2 separate regions of the Mus musculus genome follow, and region 1 is linked to region 2. Evidence: chromatin contacts called from public Hi-C data. All regions are on one chromosome and are shown on one strand. The core of a region is the stretch at or near the end of the contact, and the rest is flanking DNA. Distances in the headings are between cores, read along the strand shown. Region 1 overlaps Gm26861 (a long non-coding RNA gene). Region 2 overlaps Chrm3 (cholinergic receptor, muscarinic 3, cardiac).

Region 1 (5,365 bases), core at 122-2,621, 760 kb after region 2:
TGAGGGAGATTAAGCTAACGGGAAGAAGACTACCAAAGGAAGTAAAAATAAAAACAGTCTACTTCCTGATCTTTTCTCACAGATTCTTTAAATAAACATGGATCCTGAATTGACAACACAGGTTTTGCACTTTCCATATTTGTTACTCTTCCTATGATTTTGATTTGGTTAGATTAGTCCAGATAGTAGAAATGACCATAGTGCTATGAGGATAAGCTGAAATTTCCAAGGGGCCCTGAAATCCCACAATCTTTCTTCAGTAGATTTATTTTCACATCTTCCCATTAGCTAGTTATGAGTTCATGTGTCATCACACCAATACATTGCTCTGCCTTTCCTCTTTCAGTATATGTCCTACAGTGTTGAACAAAACACAAGAAGAAGATATTTGGGGCCATGAATAACTCAAGGTATTATTCCTCATATTTGTTTTTCATTTTACACAACACACTTTTTAATAATAATCATTTTCTTTTTTTTTTCTTCTGTCTCCTCTTGGACTTTTTAGCATCTGTCTGTCTATCTATCTATCTGTCTATCTATCTGTCTATCTATCTATCTATCTATCTATCTATCTATCTATCTATCTGTCTTTCATTGGTTATTTTATTTCTTTACATTTCAAATGTTATCTCCCTTGCCACTTTCCCCTCTGCAAACCCTCTATATCATGCCCCCTGCCCTGCTTCTATGAGGGTGGTCTCCCACCCACCCACCCACTCCCGCCTCACCTCCTTAGCATTCCTCTATGCTGGAACATTGAGCCTCCACAAGATCAAGAGCCTCCCTTCCCATTGGTGCCAGATAAGGCAATCCTCTGCTACACATGCGGCTGGAGCCATGAGTCCTTCCATGTGTAGTCTTTGGTTGGTGGTTTAGTCCCTGGGAGCTCTGGGGTGGTCTGGTTGGTTGATATTGTTGTTCTTCCTATGGGGTTGTAAACTCCTTCAGGTCCTTCAGTCCTTTTTCTAACTCCTCCATTGGGGACTCTTTGCTCAGTCCAAATGTGAGCATCCACGTTTGTATTAGTCAGGCTCTGGCAGAACCTTTCAGGGAACAGCTAAACCAGGCTCAATCTTTTTTATTTTTTTAACATAGAAAAAAAGGTTCCTGAGATTAATGTATGCTCAAGCTGAGAAACTAAGGAAGGGGTCCACGAACCCCAGGACTCTCAGAGCACATGCTGTCATGTGTAAGGTGGAAGGCGAGAAAAAAAGCTTGGATGTGCCTCACCACGGAGTCCCTGGAGCCAAGAGCTCTGGAGCCCCAGCAAAGTCCCCGACAATTTCATTAGCCAGTCTGTGTGCCTGCCCAGGAAGATGGGATGGCACTGTGCCATAGCATCTGCGCTCATTTTCCACTGAGTCACTCTGATCTCTCCTAATCTCACCCACCCTTCCCTGAGTCCCTCATTTCAAAATCTGTGGCATGCTAAGAGCACTCCTTGAGAGAAATAAATAGGGATCTGCAAACTAAAAATAATAGATAATATGGTATGCTAATTGTCAACCTACTCGAGCTCCATGGGCCATGCTCTACAGCTTTTAAATATATGTGTGTGTCTATATATAATTTTTCTTTTCCACCATCTGTTCATGTCCACTGAGAGCGTGTCCCCCGGGATGCTCTGCAAACCCTCCCCTGCCAGTTCTGACATTCTTTCTGAGCCTTTGGCTCCCTAAGCTCCTTTTTGTTGTTGTTCCTCTCCAATGCCCTGCTCCAGCTACGTTTCATGGACTAACATCTCCAACCTCCTCAGGATACAGCAGAGATGGCTAGGGTTTTTAGGATTTGCCATCAGCTTAATCTGATAGCTAAGCCAACAAGAGCTGGCTGTGTTGTTGAAAAGAGGATTATTGGGCAGAAAATAAAGCAAAGCATGAGAGAAGAGGTAAGAATAAAATCCCAAACAGAATGTTAAAGTCAGAGGTGAAATTGCATTAGCCATGGAAGGAGAAGGGAAACATGAGCTGGCTGGCGAACTGTTCTTCTGGAAAACTGCCCATGTCCTCATCCCACAGGCTCACAGGGGGGCCGCTTCTTCCTCCATCAGCCTCCTGGTGCTTATATCTATTATAACATTAATCACACTGACATGTTCTTGGAGTTGAAGGACTCTTTTAGCTCTCTCTCTCTCTCTCTCTCTCTCTCTCTCTCTCTCTCTCACACACACACACACACACACAAACACACACACACACACAAACACATAAACACACACAACTCATACCCTTGGAAGTATCCAAAGAAAATTTTCCCAGTTTGCCATTGATGTCCCAGGGAAAGTTGTATTCAAGGGAGTATACTACCTTTAAAAAAATATAGACATTGAAATAAATAATCATGGCAGGAAGCCATTTGAATATGTTTCTGCTGATTTCATAGAATAACCTCAACTGGGTAATTTAGGATAATCAGACTTTTAATAGCTCATGGTTATTGAGTTTGGGAGGTCCATGATCAGGGGACTAGTTTTTAGTGAGGTTATTCTTGTTATATAATACTATTGTAGAAGATGGAAGGAAAATATGAGGTGGAGAGACATGGAAAGAGGAAGGAATGGAGGGAATGAAGGAGGGAAGAAAGGGGAGAGAGTATTCACAGAATTCATTTCTTCATCTTCTCCACTCTTGCAGGACCCAGCCAGATCTCAACAGTGGCACCTGCCCAACCTGCCATTGTGCAAGTTTCTGCCACATACTTTGAGAAGACACCTTCAAAGCTTAACAGGAGACCCTTTCATCCTTGTATGTATAATAAGAAAATATATTATGGTATAGTGCTTCATCTCTGATTTGGGGTTTCACTGTGGATGCTAACTCAATAATCATGAATTTAAAATGCTGTCACAGAGAGTCCTGGCTGAAGGGAGGGTCACAGAGAGTCCTGGCTGAAGTTGGAGTTACAGAGAATCCTGGCTGAAGGGACAAAGCTCAGAGAATACATTTAACATCCCCTAGGTACCCAATATATCCATGAATTTGTATGTGACACAAAAACCTAGACAGGGATAGGCACATATTTTCTTTCTTGCCTCTTCAACAACAACCCTAAAGTAATTGGACCAAAGTGTGACCTTGCTTTGATTGCTTTCTCATTTGGGGTTCATATCTGAGCTCTCAAGCTTTCTAATTTACGTAATTGGAATGAACTTATGGGGCAAGTATTTTATGAAAGTACTCTGCGTAAGATCTTAAATTATTGGAAATAATTTACCTCATGAAAGATAATATTTCTAGTAATGTACAAAACCTAGAAAAATTCTAAAAATCACCAAAGAGATACAAAACAAAGTAAGACTACTCAAAAAGTGAGGGTGTCTACTTGCTGTTGAAGGTATTTTATCTGTATTAATGTCTGCCACATAGTAAAACACATGGCTATGTATGAAAGGTATGTTTCTTAACTATTGCCTTGTAGAAATTATCATTGTGTTGGAGGCATAAACACGTCTGTGCTAGTTAACTCACAGCGTGTGTCATGAGCTTAGGTGTGGTGTACTTGTGTTCTCTCATTGAGGGTCTTTCAAAAGGTTGTGGATGGTATTGACTACTAATACAGTTATAGGCGTCAATCTAAATGACTGAAAAGTGAAGGATCTGCTTTCCAGACACTCATGTTTATTGGTAGAATTTCATCTTTTCAATGAAAATTTTCATTTTTTGCACTGACAGTTTTCTTGAGTCCATTTCATTTTCTTGTCTCATAAACCTCCAAGAAAACCATTAGAGGTGCTAAAGGGGAAGACAGAAAGGGCCAAAATGGCAAGACAGAATCATAAATAATAGAGAAGTTGCACTCACTCAACTCCAAAATATTCTGGTTAGAAGCCAGTTGTGTAAAGAATGGTTTTACTTTATTTCATTAATATCAGGAGGGAACATCATAGAGACTATCTAACAAGGTCTGTGCTCAGACCCCCAGATAGTCTTCTGAGTGCACAAAAACACCCTGTTCCTTGAGAATACAAGATAATTTTACAATTTAATCTAAATCCAAGATCTTGCCTTCAAGGTAGGCTCAAGTGGGGATGAGTTCACTTGATGGAGGAAGTTAGCTGGGACACATCTCTGTATCTATAGACCTGGGACACGAGGGAAACAAGTGTTCTCTACCAAGCCAGTGTGCCACAGGATAATGACATTACAGTTTCCAGAATGTGGAGAAGGTTGGTGAGACAGCAACCATAATAATTTTGAAACTGAGCTAAGCAAATATTGAATGGTCCTTGATTCTGTTTCCAGGACAGGGCACGGCTTTGGTGGTCCTGGCTTTAGCCTCTAGGTGCTTTTGTTGACCTTATTTCTCCACAATATTCTCAGTTTGTGTTATGCAAGGAGAAACCTACCTGAGAACTAGATCTTGTGTACTCCTGTTCTGACTAGTTTTTCTTTCAACCTATTTTACCAATACTTTAGTGCTGTAATTTCCTTGCAGATTTGAAAAGACTTACTCCATGGATCTGGAGAAGCCTTTCTACTTTGGGTTCTGCTGACAAGGTTTAGGGACTATGCCATACAGCTCTCACCATGACTTGTGCTTCACTGAAGGGTTCCTTCAGCATACCCTGAGTTGCTTGAAATGATGGGATTTGCAGCAGAATATTCAAATGCCTTATCTGCCTGAGCTTTTTCAGAAATTTGTGTACGTCTATCTACACTCACTCTGTTATCACTAACGAAGGCCCTATAACCCATTTTTTTTTCCTGGTCACTCCTAGAAAGTACTTTTAAATTTTTTCTTTGCCTAAACAAAGAGGCTTAGTTAGCTCATGATGATCATTCCCTGTAGTTTTTTTTTTTAAACTAATCAATCCCCCAGTTTATTGTCTCTTGCATATAAGAGGCGAGAAGAAACCAGGGACACCCTTAGCAGTTTGCTTGAATAGTTTATTGGGTAATTTTTCATGATTAGTGTTATTGACATGTAAATTTTCCTCAGCTTTGTGCCACTTGAGAAGACTCTGTCCCCCTGATTTTGGAGAATATTCTTATTCCTTTTGAGACTTCATTACCAGTATTTTCTAAGTTCAGACTGCTATCCAGATCCTTATGGAGGTGACTTACACATTTTGTATTATTATATTTCACATCTTTCTAGCCTCTGACTGTACATGCTCTGGTGACACTTCCATACTTTCTGAAACTGTTCAAAAGTATTCTTCTAGGCAGCAAAATGTATGTTATTCATCTATTGCTGTGTAACAAGTACCATCTAACAAGTAGGATATGACCATATACATTTATTTACTTTGTTACAGTTTGTCTCAGTCTCATACCCAGTGACTTAAGGGCCCTCTGTTTCTAGGACTTGCTCAATGATATATCTAGGTGCTTCAAGGGTTCTGAACACTTAATTGAAAAAA
Region 2 (4,724 bases), core at 1,791-4,290:
TATTACCGTGTTAGTGGAGAATGGAAGCCTAATGTGTCAGGTTCTCGTGTCTAAATGAACCAGATAGCAATTGTCTGCCCCACACTCTACAACTGCGCAGCAGATCCAAGAAGGGAGAAGATATGAAAGGATTCAGATGAAGCAGATGATGGGCCAGGAGCTTACAGCTGTATTCATTAAATGCCAAGGGCATTGGCAGACTGAGATTAAAATGTAAAGTGTAAATTCAATCCTTTAAATTTGATATGTAAGCATTAAAGATGGGGGTTTTACCACTAAAACTACTATATGTGGAAATGAATGTAGAGAAATATGTGAGAATCAAAATAAAATAATAATAAAATGTATACTTTGGCAGTGGTCATGCCATTAAATATTAGAAAACAATGACCTCTTGTTCTGAATTTCCTGTATCAACTGGAAACTAGAGCTCATGGTAGTGTGAATTCTGGCCCTACGGGACTTAGAACAAAGAGGCAAGGAAGAAGGTTGAGCCAGTCAAACAAACAAACAAAAAACCAAAACAGGAGAGGGATAAGACTGAAAAAAAAAATTAAATACCCAAAGTGTGAAATCAATACAAATAGATTCATCCAGGCTGAAGAAGAAGAAATCCTAACATAAGCAAACAGAAGGTGACAAGTTCAGGCTGAACAGTGAGACTTGGTGCCTGGAATTATCCTCAGAGGTCTCCATCGAATCGTACAGGTTCTGACGGACACACGACTCACCCCCCACCCCCTGGGACTGTGCACAAGCATTCTACCATGATAACTGTGTTTGAGGAATATTTTTCTTTCTCCTGGGAGTTCCATCAGGGTCAGGGGTAAGGCATGTGTGGCCCTGCACACAACAAGGAGTGTATGTGTTTTAGACCTAGCTACACAGTCTGCAAGTTGACAGTGTGTATCTCCACTTTCCGAGGCTCACCTCTCTCCTCTCAGACAGTGCATGTAAAACAGAGAGCCCAGTGTGATGTGATGAGATCTCTGGCATGGACTAGATCTTAATTAATGCTATTATTGTGTTTTAATTAACTTCATGTGTGTGTGTGCTCATTATAGGTATGTTTGCCTGTGTTTAGGCGAGTGGGGGCCAGAATAACAGGCACTTTTTTCTCAGTCTTTACTGTTTTTTTTTTTTTTTTAAAGATAGTGTCTTTCACTGAAATGCTGCCTTGTTACTTTAGCTAGACTGCCTGTCTGTAACCCCCAGTGATTCTCCAGACCCCCCCCCCCCCAGCCCCTAGGCACAGATAGTTTTAGGTTACAGGAATGTCCAGTCTGGCCTGTTTTTTACATGGGTGACAGGGAGCTGAACTCAGGTCCTCATAAATGTGCAGCGAGTGCTCTTACCAACTATGAATCCTTTTAGCCCCCACAGACTATGTCTTAATGAGGGTAGCATGCATCAGATAGTGATACAATTGATACACTGCAGGAGAGTGGCAAATCTTCTATGAAGAAATTGAATTTTATTTTTTGCAATTGATAACTTGTAAATTAAAATGTCAAAGTCTTCATGATGTCAGATTCAATGCATCTTATTGCATTTGAGATAAGATAAAGCACCATCACGGGCCATCGCCTTGTTACATCCCTTGTTGTAAAACATCACCCAGCTGTAATTATTGATATTACCCACCCTATAATGAGTGCTTCCACATACCACTCATCTATATATCACCTATATTATTTAGACTAAAGCTTTAGGTCACTAGAATATTTTCTGTATGAGGAAACAAAGGCTCAGAGAAGCTAAGGAGCAGCTTGTCCAAGACACCTCTGAGTGGTTAAGTGGTAGTTGTTAGATGTAGACTGTGAGCGTCAGACTCCGATACTTTACGATAATCCCTCTCTGGGTGTGAGCTAAGGAGATCCACCCTTAGCTGAGATCTCCATCCAACCCCAAATCCCTCTTGGTCCCTGTGGGCAATTGATGGCTGCGGGGTGAAGGGAGGAGGGAAAGGCGGTTTTCCTCAGTCTAGTGGTCCATAGTAGATTGCCCATGCTCTAGTGGGTGACACCCATACCTGTGTGCATTTGGGCAGTATGAAAAGAAGGAAGAGAGGTAAGAGGAGGAGGAGGAGGAGGAGGAGGAGGAGGAGGAGGAGGAAGAAGAGGAGGAAGAGGAGGAGGAGGAAGAGGAAGAGGAGGAGAAGGAGGAGGAGAAGGAGGAGGAGGAGGAGGAGGAGGAGGAGAAGGAGGAGGAGGAGGAGAAGGAGGAGGAGGAGGAGGAGAAGGAGGAGGAGGAGGAAGAGGAGGAGGAGGAGGAGGAGGAGGAGGAGAAGGAGGAGGAGGAGGAGAAGGGGGAGGAGGAGGAGAAGGAGGAGGAGGAGGAGGAGGAGGAGGAGGAGGAGAGACAGAAGACTGAGCAGGGGATGGGGAGAGGTCTGTGAGGAGTTGGGAGTAGTTGCACAGGGTTTATATGATCTAAACACATTGTCTTCATGTATAAAAGTATGAAAGAATGCTTAAAGATAAACAAAACTCAAAACCTCTCCATCCCTTTACATATCTTCAGCCACAGGGTCATGAGGTCCTCTTGTAGTCATTAACCCAGTGATTGCTTTCATCCTGGTACACTGCCAGCTCCAACTCAAGGCTGATATGGCTCTTCAAACCAGGAAAGGTGTAGTAAGAGAACCCAAAGCTAATCCTTCGAATTCCTTCAATTCTTACTTTAAAAATTGTAATTATAAACACATACAATTGTATAGACTAACCTCATACTATCTCCACACATGCATTTACTGTGCACGGTTCGTGTCAGTTTCTCCTCCTGTTCACACTTGAGTTTAAGCTCCTGGAAGCAAGCATTACTTTTCCTTTCATTCCTGGCACCACCACCTTGCACCCAGATCGCTGGCTAGTCTGCAGTTTAAAACTGCTCATGCCCCTGTTGGGGGCACCAGTACAAACCTGGCTCATCCCAGCCTAGTAGTGATCACCCAGGACCAACGGGATAAAACCCTAACCCTTTGGAACACTGAAGGAGTGGACCTCCTTACAGCTAGCACTTCACTGTGGCTATGACAAAGGCCCTGCTGTTCTGGACCGCTGAGCGAGCCTGGTTGAATCATTCTGCACAAGCCGTTGGTAGCACTCAGGGCTGAATGGAAAAGAATTCTGTAGGCTGGCTTTAACAGGAAGCAGTGTTAAGATTGTGGCCCACCTTCCCTTGATCCTGACAGCTCAGTGAACCTGGGTGCTTGCAACCACTGAGGTTTAGGGAAGCTCATTAGTATATCACCTAGCTTCTTGGTAAAGACATTAATGAATGTGTCAGGGTCAATGGCAGGCTACAGAAGTCTGCTGTTTTCTGTCTGCTTTTTAGCATCATTCTACTGACAAAGGAGCACTGGCCCCACAGTGTGTCTCTGCTGACTGATCACTCAGCACCTCATCTCAAGTACTCTATTCAACTAGGAAGAGTCTCCTTTCCTTTTCTCTCTCTCCACATATCCCTGGCCATGTAGCACAGGCACCTCAAACTTACCATGTAGCCAAGAGTAGTTTTGACCTCTTTATCTCCCTTCCTCTACCTCCTGAATACTCATACTGCAGGTGTATACCCCCATGCCAAGCTGAAACACAGATTCTTCAAGAAAAGGTTTTTAAATAAAATTTGTATTTCAAAATATTCCCACCAGGGGTAGATACAGACTTTGGAGACGGAAGCTTATGTAATTTTGCTGTCTGTTCTGTTAAGAAAATGCACACAAGATTATGAATATGAAATGTCATCACTCTCTTTTCTCTCAGGGGCATTTTGAGGGTACTTGAAGTTTTAGCTTTATTACTTGAACACTGAGTCTTTTTCCAAGTTCCAATACTAATCTACATGATCTAGTTATTGTTAAGAGACTGAAAGTTTTTTTTTTTTAAGTTGTGTGTATAACTAAGAAACTAAGAGTGTTTGAGTTCATGAACTAGAGGTAATAAAATTTCCTTTCCAAAACATCTCAACAAACAGATGCAAACAGAATTCTGGGTATTCTGATACTGTGAGGGATTTGTAACAAATTCCCACGAATTAGGTTGCTGAAGGCTTAATTAGCTTTTAAAATGGTTTGCGAACCCACAGGTTCCAACTGTATGCCACTAGGTAATCATATTTAACCAAGACAGAGGTAAGATAAAAAAGGAGAGTGATTTCTCTTTGTTAGTAAGACGGCAGTTAAAGCCCCAGTTAAAGGGGCCCAATTGTAAACTAACCCTATCATGCAAGTAGTTGTTAAATGAGGAGAAAGAGACAAATCAGGTCAAGTAAATAACATAAGTGGTTAGATTTTCTAACAATGATGAAGAATAATTAAGAAGAGGTCACTGAGAAACAATCCTGTGTCAGGGGAGTGTTTTGGGGAGGTTGCTAGGTAACTCAAGCCAAAAGTAGTCATGTGTCCTGGAACATAATTAGCATATGGTTGTGAAAAATGGCTCCACATCCAGCTGCAGGTATCTTTTCTGACTTCCAAAGAAAGGATAGATTCAGCCAGCTTAAAATTCTTAATTAGAGACCTAAAGGTAAATGCTAATTGAATTCTCATGCAATGATCAATCTGTAAGTAATGCATACGTGGGTGGATGGGTGGGAATTGAAGGGATTGCTTACAATTACACGATTTTTTTAGGAAAACCTCTGGCCAGATGTTATACAATCCATGGCTACTGAAGGAAAAATGGTGCATAGATGATATTCAAACTGATTCCAGAAAATACTTA

The links. A called contact is a pair of places that touch in the nucleus more often than the background predicts.
Region 1: a contact with region 2 is called in a Hi-C map of cerebral cortex, with 1.8 times the contacts expected there. The contact joins two enhancer-like sites. A contact is called at or near these places in 1 of 39 promoter capture datasets (hippocampal neurons) and 4 of 484 Hi-C or Micro-C datasets (cerebral cortex, cortical neurons and embryonic fibroblasts).

Annotation. Positions count from the first base shown.
Region 1 is chr13:10,652,245-10,657,609 of GRCm38.p6, forward strand. Gm26861 (a long non-coding RNA gene) reads left to right here. Exons shown (of 7, transcript XR_001780860.2): 5 at 347-410; 6 at 2,637-2,747. Among named protein-coding and RNA genes, the nearest start is that of Gm40666, 19 kb to the right of the region's middle. Within about 2 kb of position 1,372, at least 41 of the 459 cell types and tissues checked have an H3K27ac peak or open chromatin away from gene starts, as enhancers often do. A contact at or near this core is called in cerebral cortex, where this site is marked.
Region 2 is chr13:9,887,616-9,892,339 of GRCm38.p6, forward strand. The region is part of intron 4 of Chrm3 (cholinergic receptor, muscarinic 3, cardiac); the gene reads right to left. Among named protein-coding and RNA genes, the nearest start is that of Gm40665, 94 kb to the left of the region's middle. Within about 2 kb of position 3,041, at least 21 of the 459 cell types and tissues checked have an H3K27ac peak or open chromatin away from gene starts, as enhancers often do. A contact at or near this core is called in cerebral cortex, where this site is marked.